Linked DNA regions of Arachis hypogaea: region 1 is linked to region 2. The links are chromatin contacts, called in public Hi-C maps. All regions are on one chromosome and are shown on one strand. The core of a region is the stretch at or near the end of the contact, and the rest is flanking DNA. Distances in the headings are between cores, read along the strand shown. Region 1 holds the start of LOC112743680 (dnaJ protein ERDJ3A). Region 2 holds the start of LOC112743677 (ERBB-3 BINDING PROTEIN 1).

Region 1 (3,334 bases), core at 44-2,543, 150 kb after region 2:
CTTCTTTTTTTTCCCATCTTTTTCTTTCATTGTCATCGTCATCACCATTATCACACCACAACCTCTATCTTCTCTTCCTCCTTCTCTTTTTTCTTTTCTCATTTGAATTTTTCCATCTCTTCTTTCTTTTTTCTCCTCTTCCTCCATCATGGTTATTATTATCATCGTCGTCTTTTTCTTATATGTATAACAGTTCAAATCCAGAATGCACTGAAATTCCTTAATGATAAGGACACACAAACAAACTCAATTCAAAACAATTTCAGACCAAAAGTGCACCTTATTTATATTCAAAATGCACCGAAATTAAATTCCGAATTCATTAAAATTAAATCCAAAATACATCGAAATTACTTAATAATAACGACATACAAACAAACTCCATTCAAAACAAGCACAGTTTACTTAATAATAACTCAAAACAATTCCTCCTCCTTCATTATCATCATCATCTTTTTTTTGTTCAACTTATCCTTCTTGTTTTACCTTCTCATGATTCTTCTTGTTTTATTCTCTTAACAAGAATAAAAATAAGAAAACATCAAACAAAGAAGAAAAAATACATAATGCTGCAATATCAGTAAAAAGAAGAGAAACCTACATTCATTCAATTAAATAAGATTCAATACAATATATACATGTTCATTCAAGTTTAATATGAGAAACAATACTCTTAAAAAAAGAAATAAGAGTAACAGAAAAAAAAAAGAATAATAAAAAAAATACAGCATTAAAAAAGACATTTTTGTATATTTATAACAAAATTTTGATACCAAAACTTAAAAATCGGTCTGATATTATTAAAAGATTTTGATATTTTTTATTCTATAAAATTCTATATAATTTAAAATTTTTCTTTTTTCTCTTTCTCTTATTCCTCTATATCTTCTGTGTCTTCTTTTTCATTTTTATTTTTTTATCTTTCTTTTTTTATTTTATATTTTTATTATTTTTTGTTTTATTATCTTAAAAAAATAAAAAAAAAATTAAATAAAAAAATAACTGCAATATCAAAAAAAAAAAAAAACGACGAAAAAACAAATAAAATATAGCAACTACAGCACCAATACAAAAAGCAAAAGAGGCGCATGAAAAGATAAGAAAGAAGGGGAAAAAAAAAAAAAGCGACATGATTTTACACATATGTACCCATTTAGACTTGCTTAGTGCTTACTGTCACGTAGCCGCGATAAGTTGCTAGTCTTGTATGAAAATATACAAGAATCCTAAAATCTGATTGGTTGATATGCGCTGGTGTCCCAATAAAATAGCCACGTGTATCTAAAACTGGCTAACTCCCTTAACCTCGAAGTATCTAGATTTTCTCCCCCGCGAACCTATTTAACCGCCAAAGCTTCTTAATCGTCCGTCATCATCACCGTTAATCGCCATTATTTTCATCTGAAATTAAAGAAAAAAGACAAACGAAAGAAAGAAAACGCAGGCTCTCACGATTCTGAATCATTGCCACACACAAGAATAGAGAGTCTCCGTCGAATATACCGATCCGGGTATGAAGACCCGTTCATCCAAATGGGTTATTTGCGTCTTGGTCACTCTCTTCTGCTTCCTCGCGTGCTTCAAAATCGAAGCCAAAGCCATCGACCCTTACAAGGTTAGCTTCGCACTCCTCTTTTTTTCTTCCCCTCAATTGAGTGTTCTCAAAAGTAGGGCTTTCGAGAATTTGATAAATTACAGGAACAAAACTGGTGCAAAAGGTGTTAATTTTGCAGGGGTTAGTCATTATTGTGGGGTTTCAACTTTCAAGTGGATAATTGGTGATGTAGTTGCATCGTTGCATGCTTGGCAATATATATACTTTTTTCTTTCTATGATCTTGCCTTTTAGTTCTAGTTGCTATTTGATACTAAATATGGGGCTAATCTAAAATCGATGAAATTTGGGGGTTGGAACTTGCAAAATTGGATTTTTTCCATGCCATAATTTGATTTTCGCTTGTAGTCTTGATCCGCATTACAAGAATTTGGATAATCTCTCTGTTTTTCTTGGTTTGACTGTAGAAAACAATGTTAAGCTAGTTCTAATGAGTGACTTTTGGATGTTTGAATTGAATATTCATTTTTTCAAGTCATTGTCTTTAGTTGCAACGAAAACCTGAATTTTTATGTATTTGTATGGTTTGAGAGTATAAACCTGCAAGGCTGCAAGAAGCAAGTTATTGTCTTCTATTTTGAATATGTACATTGATAACTATTTGTTTGGAGCTGTCTTTGAGAAAGAATCGAGATAGTTTTCCAAGCAAAAATAAAAGGTTTGATTATTAATGTTGATTGTGTTCATAAACTGAATTTTAATGTTTTTCATCAGGTTCTTGGGGTTGATAAGAATGCAAGTCAGAGGGAAATTCAGAAGGCTTTCCACAAGTATGTTCACACCTCTGATGTCGATGTTGTTCTTGATGCTTGTCATTTTCACATATGATTGATTTTCTTTGTTTATTTTGGTTCATTTTCTTTTTCCTGCTTTTCAGGCTCTCTCTTCAGTATCACCCTGACAAGAACAAAGCCAAGGGTGCACAAGAGAAGTTTGCTCAGATTAACAACGGTACACAAAGTCTCTTTCTCTCTCTCAGACACACACAGACACAGAGACACGCCGCACCTCAAAAAAGAGGCTCATACTGAAACAAAGATTTGATACCGTTGTTCATTACTTCATTATATGATAGTCTTTTATTGTTTTGCTTGCTTTCTTTGTCGAAACATTTTTTGTTTGGGATGTTAATATTCTTTTTCGTCCTTTTCAACAGCGTATGAGATTTTATCTGATGAGGAGAAAAGGAAGAATTATGACATGTATGGTGATGAGAAAGGACATCCTGGATTTGAAGCTGGCCAAGCTGGAGGTCAGGGTGGATATTCTTATTTCACGGGTGGTGGACCGGGACAAAACCAGTTCAACTTCAGACCAGGGGACTGGCAGGGTATGGGTGGGCAAGGAGGAGGATCGAAGTCATTCTCCTTTTCCTTTGGTGGGCCTGGTGGTGGTGGGTCCGGTGGATCTGGCGGTTCTTTTGGATTCGATTTGAATGATATTTTTGGAAGTTTTTTTGGCGGTGGCAGAGGAGGTGGTGGGAGTCAGTTTGGGGGTTTTGGCAGCGGTTCAACTGGTTCTCAATTTGGAGGTTTTGGTAGTTCAACTGGTTCTCAATCTGCGTCCAAGAAATCCTCTAAAAGCTTTAAAGCCATAAATTCACGAGTATATGAGAAAGAAATATTTGATCAGGGGATGACGTGGATTTTGTTAGCTTATACACCATCATTGAAGGGGATCCAACACTTCGAATCTGTCTCTGAGGAGACTTCCAGTTCAT
Region 2 (3,463 bases), core at 369-2,868:
CTGGTCTAGGATTTATGTTAGCATTTTCCATTTGTCATTGATGGAGAAATAAGGTTAGGGAATTATTTGTTTGTCGGAATTAAACTTGAAAGAGTTTTTTTTTGTATATTTCAAAAGCTGGTGAATTAAGGTGTTCGATCTTAAAATTTCCAAAGACTGATTTGCTAATTACTCATTTAATATAATCTAGTAGCTTGAAAAAGACAAAAGAGATACGATGACCATTGAATTATTTAGAAGCTAGATTTTGTTCTTGGCATTTGTAACTTGTTTTAAATTAGTGTACAAATCTCAAAATTTTTAAGCTAACAATGTGAGAATTAGATATTGTTATTTCAATCAAGGTATATTGTTAATTACATATTTTTTATTTTTTTAAGAGATATAATCATTGATGTTATTCTTTTTATCAACTTAATTTTTTTAAAAAGTGATTTTATGACATGATGTTAGAATTTCTATAATCAGAAAATCTAAAGGTAAATTTTTATTGATACCCAAAAAAAATATTATAAGATATTTTTTAAAAAATATGTATACAAATTTTCACAAAATAAAAAATGAGATATAAATATTTATGTGCCATTGCATAAATTTATCTTTTTTATTATTGTAAAATAAAATTAGAAAATTTTTAACATTTTACCTAATTTGTTTATCTAAATATGCATAAATTTAAATTAAGCCATTATTCAACCTTTTCTTTTGACATGATTATAAATTTTGGGAATGTACTTCTGTTCATACTCTAACCTAAAATTCAAACTTGGTCCAAATTAGAGAAAGTTTAGAAGACAGTCACTGAGTAGCCGGCTTCCAAAGAGATTGAACATAATATTACAAAGTGATAAATCTCCCTTAAAAGAGTTATAACTAACCCCACTATCTCTCATTTATCTCAAGGGAGATCTCAGCAGCCCTAAATAAAGAGGACGGTTATCCATCACCAATAATAGAACCACTCCAACGGTAATTATTTGCTCATCACCTATAAATACACTAATATCTCTCAGGTATGCTTAAGACAATCAACTATAAATCTGCTTATATCTTTGCTGACTTAAGAATCGGAGTATCTTGCAGGTACTACCCCTATTTCCTCACGAAAAACTCGGATGACGGCTACCTGACATAGGTCGGACGCTGTCCCACAAGGAGTTTGGACCTCACATACAGGTCCAAATACAAACCCAATTTCAAGTAACTCACAGAACAACTTCTTTATTTTTTATTAATAATATTTTTTACTAAATTATTTTTAGTACTTGTATATTTTATAAAAAAGTAACCAAATCTCTCCATATTTAAATGGAATAAAAATTAATCAAGAAAAAATGTTTTCAACGTTGTTAATTATATACAATATAAATTATAAGAAGATATTTTCTTTTCTTTTTGTTTGTTAGAATCTTAGACAAACACAACCATAATTATTGTACAATATTATAAAACTCGACATGATATTCAAATTAATGTCTTGCAGTTGTAGCATTTTTTTCTTAGATCACTACACATTACATATATAATAATAATAATAATAATAATAATAATAATAATAATAATAATAATAATAATAATAATAATAATAATAATAATAATATAGGAGCCAATCAGCTAATGACATTTTTGGATAGATAAACCCTTACACATAAGTTTATAGTAATTTTAATGTAATGAAAATGAAAAAATCCTATATAAGCCAAAGCTGATCTGCAAAGGTGTAACCCTAGTTGCACCGAGCCACAGCCACCTCTCTGCTTTTCTAACACTTGCACACCGTTCCATTCACTTCTAAAACCCTACCTTTCGTTCTTCACTGCCACCAAACCCTTCGCTGTTAGTGATTCTCCAAAACTCTTCAATTTCACAAATTCTAGTCTCCGTCTAACTTTTTTCTTTGCAAATTTTAGTTTTTTTTCTCACTATCGAATTCGGCAAATGTATGATATCCTTTTTTCTCTGTGTTTTTTATTTGTTGGCAGAAGTGAGAACAATTGAACAAGAAAGCAACCATGTCAGATGATGAAAGGGAGGAGAAGGAGTTGGATCTCTCTTCTCCTGAAGTTGTCACCAAATACAAGACTGCGGCTGAGATCGTTAACAGTGCGTTACTCACTCTTCTATTTTTTTTTTAAATTTTTTTAAATTATTCTATATATTTCATACATGAATATGTTGAATTATTAAGATACCGTTCTCTTTTCCAATTCCTGTGTTTTTTTCTTTCTTTCCTTTTTTTTATGTTGGTAATAATGGATGCCTTGTGTTTTTGGGAGCAGAGGCTTTGAAGTTGGTGGTCTCAGAATGTAAACCGAAGGCCAAGATTGTGGACATTTGCGAAAAAGGAGATTCATACATTAGAGAGTAAGCTTATATGTTCTCTTTTATAATTCAATGGAATTAGCAATGTTCAATGTTCTGTGCCATTTCTCATATTTGTATGTAATAGCTGTGTTAGTTTCTCTTTTTGTATTATGGTTCTTAGTGTTCAACTGTTTTCCCTTTTTCTTTTAATGAAGGCAAACTGGTAATGTGTACAAGAATGTTAAGAGAAAGATTGAGAGAGGCGTTGCTTTTCCAACCTGCATATCTGTAAACAATACAGTCTGTCATTTCTCTCCTCTAGCAAGCGATGAGGCGGTGTTGGAAGGAGGTGATATATTGAAAATGTAAGAGAGAGATGTTTGGAGAATACTTTTGTTAAGAATGGTGGGAGATTGGTTTTGGCTATTAATGCTAATTTATCTTTTCCGCATTTTTTCCCAGTGATATGGCTTGTCATATAGATGGATTCATTGCTGCTGTGGCACACACACATGTGCTTCAGGATGGCCCAGTTACAGGACGGGCAGCTGATGTTATCACAGCTGCAAACACTGCTGCCGAAGTAGCCTTAAGACTTGTAAGGCCAGGAAAGAAGGTAACTAGGTGCACCTTATAGGAATCTCTAGAAATCTTAAATGATTCTTATTCTGTGCTCTATAATTCGGACTATTATGTTCATTTTTCCAGTGCACTGGCTTATGTTGAACACAAGTTGTTTACTATTCTATATTTATAATATAGATTACATAGGCAATTCAGCTTATTGAAATATGCATGAAATTAGATTATTTTTAAATCTCTCTTTCAAGGGGGTTCATTGATCTCTAAAGGATGAAAAATATCATGAGCCATGGATATACTCCAATGAAGCTTCATTGTCATAGTTACACTGATAGAGGTCATGTATGCTTTTCATTGTGTAATCTCAGCTAGAGTTACTTGATTAACTTTTTAGTATACACTTGAGTAAAATTGCTTTCAAGTTCAAGCATATTAGACATACGGTTTTGTCACACCGATGGATTTTATCATGCACCATCATTCAAAAGTTTGCTATCTTTGGAATTTTGAGAAATATTAGCTGGTTCTGTTCCTTGATTTTGTCTCCCTCCCAAATTAATGTTTGGTTTTACAAAAT

Evidence for each region. Hi-C and Micro-C count contacts between places; a contact is called where the count stands out from the background.
Region 1: a Hi-C map of leaf shows a contact between it and region 2, with 2.0 times the contacts expected there. The contact joins the promoter of LOC112743680 here to the promoter of LOC112743677 in region 2. A contact is called at or near these places in 2 of 8 Hi-C or Micro-C datasets (leaf and an unstated tissue).

Annotation. Positions count from the first base shown.
Region 1 is chr14:110,257,276-110,260,609 of arahy.Tifrunner.gnm2.J5K5, forward strand. LOC112743680 (dnaJ protein ERDJ3A) reads left to right here and starts at 1,294. Exons shown (of 7, transcript XM_025792979.3): 1 at 1,294-1,615; 2 at 2,329-2,384; 3 at 2,492-2,565; 4 at 2,771-3,334. The coding sequence starts at 1,514.
Region 2 is chr14:110,104,290-110,107,752 of arahy.Tifrunner.gnm2.J5K5, forward strand. It overlaps LOC112743677 (ERBB-3 BINDING PROTEIN 1), which reads left to right and starts at 1,619. Exons shown (of 10, transcript XM_025792974.3): 1 at 1,619-1,836; 2 at 1,983-2,103; 3 at 2,280-2,364; 4 at 2,520-2,669; 5 at 2,767-2,920. The coding sequence starts at 2,013.